Regions from separate parts of the Macaca mulatta genome. Here region 2 is linked to region 1. A link is a contact called in public Hi-C data. All regions are on one chromosome and are shown on one strand. Each heading gives the region's core, a stretch centred on a gene start, on an enhancer-like site or on the middle of the called end of the contact. The rest is flanking DNA. Distances are from core to core; before and after follow the strand shown. Region 1 holds the start of EIF5-DT (EIF5 divergent transcript). Region 2 holds the start of MARK3 (microtubule affinity regulating kinase 3).

The links. A called contact is a pair of places that touch in the nucleus more often than the background predicts.
Region 2: a Hi-C map of blood shows a contact between it and region 1, with 2.8 times the contacts expected there. The contact joins the promoter of MARK3 here to the promoter of EIF5-DT in region 1. A contact is called at or near these places in 6 of 14 Hi-C or Micro-C datasets (CD4 T cells, blood, fetal cortex germinal zone and 3 more).

The regions. Positions count from the first base shown.
Region 1 is chr7:176,740,491-176,744,027 of T2T-MMU8v2.0, reverse strand. It overlaps EIF5-DT (EIF5 divergent transcript), which reads left to right and starts at 1,548. Exons shown (of 1, transcript XR_013396599.1): 1 at 1,548-2,793. It overlaps EIF5 (eukaryotic translation initiation factor 5), which reads right to left and starts at 3,000. Exons shown (of 12, transcript XM_077941891.1): 1 at 2,931-3,000; 2 at 2,583-2,791; 3 at 1,269-1,548; 4 at 1,084-1,165; 5 at 360-532; 6 at 1-103. The coding sequence starts at 1,340.
Region 2 is chr7:176,803,514-176,806,826 of T2T-MMU8v2.0, reverse strand. It overlaps MARK3 (microtubule affinity regulating kinase 3), which reads right to left and starts at 1,437. Exons shown (of 16, transcript XM_077941944.1): 1 at 748-1,437. LOC144330433 (a long non-coding RNA gene) reads right to left here and starts at 1,437. Exons shown (of 1, transcript XR_013396611.1): 1 at 988-1,437.

The sequences.
Region 1 (3,537 bases), core at 299-2,798:
TTTTGAGAATGAATGTGCAGAGTTTATGATGTGTGTCAAGCATGCCTCGATAGCCACAGGCTTTACAAGAATTACCTATTGTTTGCTTCTTTGGATTGACATGCTGCCAAAAAAATAACAAGTATGTTATCCACAACATAAACATGAAAATATCTAATCAGAAGACATTTAAACTACAGACAGCTTCACATCTAAAGGAAACTTTTTTCACAGTGACCTACTTTAAAAAAAAAGAACAGAAATATCTCCAAAACTGGAGATTTTGTCTTTGACTTATATTTGCTGCCTTCTCACGAAGGTGACTTAACGGTAACAAAAGGCATATGGCTTTTTCTTTTGACAACCACAAAAGCACTTACCAAATCTGTTTCAGGATTCTCACATTCAGGACAGAGAACAAATTTTTTAATGAATCCATCCAACATGTCTTGCAGCTTATTCGCCTCATGAGATCCATTGACAATGTAACGGTCATTCTTAACATCAAACTGGGTCTGTGCTCCCAGCTCACAACCAAAATATTTGGTGGGATCTATTTGAATGAAAGAGGAATTTGGATCGTTAGTTAACTAAATCTTTGGTTATTCACCCACATTTATACCCACACTTTATTTTTTTTTTTTGAGATGGAGTCTGTCACCCAGGCTGGAGTGCAACAGCATGGTCTCAGCTCCCCACAACCTCGGCCTCCTGGGTTCAAGTGATTCTCCTGCCTCAGCCTCCTGAGCAGCTGGGACTACAGGGCATGCCACCATGCCTGGCTAATTTTTGTATTATTAGTAGATTCAGCGTTTCACTATGTTGGCTAGGTTGGTCTAGAACTCCTGACCTCGTGATTCGCCTGCCTCAGCCTTCCAAAGTGCTGGGGGTTACAGGTGTGAACCACCGCACCCGGCCATCCACTTTAATTAAATGTGTTCCCCTGGTAGTTTTGTGAACTCATGGCAACCAATAAACCACGGTACCTCACTAACTTGCAAGCTAATTAGCCAGCATACAATTAGAACAAGTTTTGCAGCTCAACTACTTTGAGGTCTCTATCCCATAATATGCCCTTTATGAACTTTTCCAAGATTTACTTACACGTTGGAGGCCGATTAAGCGCCTTTGCAACGTCAACCATGTTGACTATAACTGTCTTGATTCCATTTCCTTTGCCCTCGACCTAAAGGAAATAAGAATTTTAATTGTGCAGTTTCCCCTGACAGATGCAAACTCCAAAATTCTACAAAAAGAGTTATCAACTAAATTGAAGAGTAGTTTATTACCTTGGCAATCAGACGGGGCATCTTGTAGCGATAGAACTGGTCTGACACGCTGCGGTTGACATTGACAGACATTTTGGCTTATTAGTGGCTTTATCAATAAGATGAAGAGATCTTTGATTGCAACTTTTTGGTATCTTCTGTCTGGAGAAGAAGGGATGACATAAACGACTGCAAGAGTTCTCGGTCTCTGACATGAAAAAATTTTCGCCACTGAGGCTGTAAGCTTCTTGCTTGTATGCTATGTTTCCCCAATACAGGTACCAATGGCTGCGCAACAGCTCTGAAAAAGAAAGGGAAAGAACACACAAAAATCCCCCCAGGTTTAACATCATCGCTGGATGGAAACACCTCCTTTTACATCCTAGTAATGCTTCTGCTTAATTCCACTTTAAAAACCATCTGAGATCACAAGCAGTCATTCTCACGTCACACAGTACAACCTGCGGGAACATAAAAGGCCTCCATTTCGACTAAGCTGTGACTCTGGTAGGGAAATGCCTGATAAGAAAACAGAAGCTGCGCTGCCTCAGCCGCCGTGAGTTTCCATCAGACCGACAGCAATCAGCAGGTTTGCCTCTGCGGCCATCCTAGAAGTGCTGAAGAACGAACCCGAACCCTCTCCGCCCCCACCCGGCCTGGATCAGGAAACTTCTCAGGCACACCCCCCTTCGCCATCATTTTTAAGGGGTAACTAGGAAACTATTCTCTACCACTAATTGTTGCTTCGGCAACCATGGCTTACTTCAAAGCAGCACTTCCTTAGAAGCAGTGCTCGCCCAAAAGTGCCATTAAGCAAGGGAGGCTCGGCCCGGCCTCCCTTTTCCTCGCTATTCAAACACTCGGTTAACCTTCGACCCGGTCCCCATGGCTACGGCGCTCCGAGGCGTTTCCGCGGGGGCTGGCGAGCCGGACACCTCCGCGAAGGAGGGCGGCGCGCGACCCGAGCGTCTGGCCCCATCCCCAGCGCGTCCCCCGGGAGCCGGCGGGCCCCGGAGGGTGCGCAGCCGGGAAGCGACACCCAGCCGAGGGGTGCCGGGGCTCGGGCCGCCCCCGCCAGGAGCGCGCGATGACTCACAAATGCAGCAGCTGAAGCCTGACTCAGCCCGAGCGGCGGGCACGCGCGACGCGCTCCCGCCAGGCCGGGGAGGGGGCGACGCCAGGCCGGGGAGCGCGCGGGGAGGGGGCGGCCGGTGCCCGAGCCCGCGCCCGCCCGCCGTCCGCCCAAACTGCGCCACACGCCGCGGCGGGGTCACGCGGCGGCCGCCGCCATCTTGTGCGGCCGCCATCTCCTGGTCCGCCGCGCCCGCGACTCACCGTTTTCGTCAAATAAAGACATAAACCCAACGCTGCTCGCCCGGGACTGGGATGAAGAGAGGCGCGATTTAAACCCGAGTCCGAGTCCAAGGAGGCGGAGGCGAAGCGCAGCGAGGAGCGGCCGGGCCAGGTGCCGCCGCCGAGCAGCGGGGAGGGGCTGTCCCAGCGACGTCCGCGGTCCACACCCGTCAGCGCCGGAGCCTGGCGACCTGGCGCGGAGAGACGGCGCCGTGAGCCGCGGGCGGGTCGGGGGGTGCGCCTTCCCCGCCAGCCAGCGGCCCGCGGGGTCGAGGGGGCGGGGAGCACCGGGCAGGGGGCGCGGGGCCGCCGCCCCACCACCGGACTCACCTCTGGAATGTTCTCGCTCTGACTGAACAACGCCGCCGCCGCGCTCAAGCTACCCTCGGCCCCAGCGTCCGCCCCCCGCGTCAGGCCTCACTGCCCATTGGCTGGAGGTCTGCCACAGTTCGCTCGTCATTGGCTCGCTTGCGACGTCAATCGCGTCCTTCCGCGCCCCTTCTGCTTCCTGAGGCTCCACTCGCGGCTTCGGCCCGCCTCCAGCCCCGGCCCCGCTTCCTTCCTCTCCCTTCCCCCCGCTTTTCCCAGAGGTCTTCGCGTCGCAGTGTTCGGGTCTCGCGAGAGCCGGAGTGTCCCTGGTGGCGGGGCCGGTGTGCCGGGCTCCGTGCCTTGTCGCTTTGGGCTTTGCGGGGAACATGGCGGTTGGTCTCCTCCCCCGCCGGGTGTGGGCCAGGCCGCGGCGTCGCAGCGACTCCCGGGACGCAGGAGCCATCGTCCTCGAAACCGCTCTCGAGGCCGTGTTATTGCGGCCGCCACCTTCGGGGAGAGGAACCCTACCGCGTTCTCTCCGCGGTGGGCGCTCGTCTCCCTTCCCCGTCCTCCCGGGACGCCCGTCTCCGGGCCTCGAGCAATAGTTGTTTTTCCACCCTAAACCCAG
Region 2 (3,313 bases), core at 188-2,687, 63 kb before region 1:
GCGCTGAAACGGACCTAAGAGCTCATCTAAGTCAACCTCTTTTTAGGAAGGAGGACAGCGAAGCCCCAGCGGGTGTCCCTCAGCTAGGCAGTGAGTGGCAGAGCACAACTTCACTATACATCTGCTTTTCTGCTTTTTAAAATGTTTAACTCCTTCAAAAAAGATTTGTATGGAAAGGAACCTATGCCTTAATAAAGGCTGCGCGCTAGTGTTTTGGAATTCCTAAGGGGACCGCAAAGATCCCTCAGTAGACACTTAGTGACTGTGATTAAATTTAGTTCCATCTTAAAAGAACGAGACAGCCCACTTGACTCAATCGATTACTCTTAATCAGCACCAGTACATATGGTATTAATATGATAGTCTCTCAAGAAATGCCTGACCAAGTTAAAAGCAGAGTTCGGTTAAAATAAGCACTGACCACTGCAGTGATCTGACACGCACACTTGCACAATCCATTGAGCGGCAACCCGGCCTCTCAAAGCACCGATTCGTAACGATGCAACTTATGGGCTTTACTAATCGACTAGACTGCAGGCATAATCGATATACTTCGTGGACCCGCCCGCGGGACAGGGCGGACTTCTGGAGGAAACGGTCCGACCTGGCTGCCTCTTGGGTGACTACGGCCTGCCCTCTATTTCCAGAGCGTTCGGGCTGGGGGGGAACACCCGACTGCAAGGCACTGCCCGAGGAGCACGAAGGCCACCCCGAAGGTCCGCCAACTACAACGCCCAGGTTACTTACGTTTTCAGTGTCTCGTTCATTCACCGTTGGCAATGGGGTCCTAGTGGACATTTTACTGCACTTTAATTCTGCACAATGCGAGGGCGAAAACAAAACAGCACAGCCCTAGGAGGCCGGCGACCAGCGTCCTCGAGTCCACGGCAGTTTCGAAGCGGCGCCGTGGGGAAGGCGGCTCCCTTCCCTCTACGGCCGTCTAGATCCCGGGCCTGGCCCGGGCCGTCCCCCGGCGGGTCCCGGGGCTCATTCTCTCCCTGCCCCGGCGGCCGAGGCGAGGAGCCCGGGAGGGCGGCAGTGGCGGAGCCGAGCCTGCGGCGAGCTGCCGGCTTCGGCCCGCCGGCGTCCCCTCGCCTCAGGGCGCCCCGCGATCCCGGGCCCCCTCGCCTCCTTCTCCACTCCCGCCCGTCGCGCCGCGAATTTCAGCTCCCGGGCCTCCACACAGCGCCGCCGGCGGCGTCTGAAAAAGAGGAGGCGGAGGAGGATGTGAAGGAAGTGGAGCGCAAGACAGGCCGCCGCGGGCTGTGGGCGCTGACCATGGAGCGGGCTGCGGAGGAGGCGCCTGCGCCCGGCTGCTTCTCCCTCTCTAGCGAGCTTGCTGCCTCAGCCTCCGCCCTGCTGGCCGCCGCTGCTGCCGCCGCACCCCGGCACCTCGGAGCCTCACGGACCCAAGATGGCCGCTCCTCGGCTTCCTCTGCTGCCTCCGGCTGCCGGAAGTGACGACAGGCCGCCTCCCGGAGTCCCGCCAATCAGCGTGGCCTGAGAAAGCCGGCCCGGCTGTTGTTGCTAGGGGCGACTTGGCCCAGACCCCGCCGCGGGGGCGGTGAAGAGGGCGGGGAAGCGCTGGCCGGGTCTCCACTGACTACCGCGGGCGGCGGGTTCCTCCTGTACGGAGCGCTCCGGCAACCCCGAAAGAGCCGAGAAACGGCCCTGGGCGACAGCCAGAGCCCTCCCGCTGAGTTGGCATTTACAGACTACAGGCCTGGGTTGGCTGGATTACAGATCGAGAGCCTACTGTGCACAAAAGTTGCGGTTGCATCCTTCGGACTGCGCTGCACCGACTGGAGCCCCAGCATTAATGACAGGGCCGGGGCTACGGGAAGGAGCCGGGCTCTTGCATCCTTAACTGTGACCCGGGCGTCAGGCTCTCGCCCACAAACCTTCCCGTCTCCGGATCTGAGCAGCTGCGGGCTGGGCCGGACTCCGAGGGCAGCAGGAGCCTCTTGCCCTCAAGGAGCTGGTGGTCAGGCGGGTGACAGACCTGGACCCAGCTAAATGCCATCCGGATGGAAGAGTGCAATAACGAGGGTGGCACAAAGGGGATGGAGTCGGGGGCGAAATGAATCTGTAGAGGCCCCCAGGGACCAGTTCCTAAATGCCTGTGCGGAATTTATAAGCAGAGTTTTCTTACAGTCAGTGCGTCGCTGCTGGAGACTGGAAGCATCTTTGGGTGCCAGCCTCGGGCCAGACTCGGTAGACGCCTGCAGGCGGGAACCCTGGAAATGCTACCTGACCTAGAAACCTTCCTTGCCCATTCACCTCTTCACGTGTTCGGTGCCTCTACTCAGCTCCTGGCCAGCGGTGGATGGAATCCATGGGTGCAGGGTCCGAAGAGGGAGAGTAGTGTGGGATGGGGGTGACACTAACTGTTACCGAGAGTCAAGTCTACCTTGTAGGTTCATGACATTTGTTACCTCATTTAGCCTCAGGGTAACCCTGTGAGATGGACAGACACACATGCGATCCGAAGTCTAGACAGGTACAGTGACTTGGCTAAAGTACACAGGTTGGTTAGCGACAGAGCTGGGATTCTAACCTAGTTCCCAAAGCTTGGATAATAGGTAAGCCCTTGTAGTGGGTGGCTATGTCATGCTTGCTTCCCCTTTGATCCGTTGGCATCCCAACTGTCTTGCGATGTTTGAGACCTTTCTTGCTCCAGGAAATATATGTATCTTTTTTTTTTTTTTTTTGAGACGGAGTCTCGCTCTGTTGCCCAGGCTGGAGTGCAGTGGCGCGATCTCGGCTCACTGCAAGCTCCACCTCCCAGGCTCACGCCATTCTCCTGCCTCAGCCTCCCGAGTAGCTGGAACTACAGGCGCCCACCACCACGCCTGGCTAATTTTTTTGTATTTTTAGTAGAGACGGGGTTTCACTGTGTTAGCCAGGATGGTCTTGATCTCTTGACCTCGTGAGGCCTCCCAAACTGCTGGGATTACAGGCGTGAGCCACTGTGCCCAGCCAAATATATGTATCTTTAAACGCCAGATTCACTCCCAGAGGGGCCAGAGGCTCCCAAAGTTAAAACACCTGAGGACTAAGATAACACTCAGGGCTCCCATCTAACCCTCAGAGGGGAGTGCCCAGGAGGCCAAGAGTGGTTCTATTTAAAATGTGAATAGGGGCCAGGTGCAGTGGTTCACGCCTGTAATCCTAACACTTTGGGAGGCCGAGGTGGGTGGATTGCCTGAGCTCAGGAGTTTGAGACCACCAGCCTGGCCAACATGGTGAAACCCCATCTCTGCTAAAATACAAAAAATTAGCCAAGCATGGTGGTGTGTGCCTGTAGTCCCAG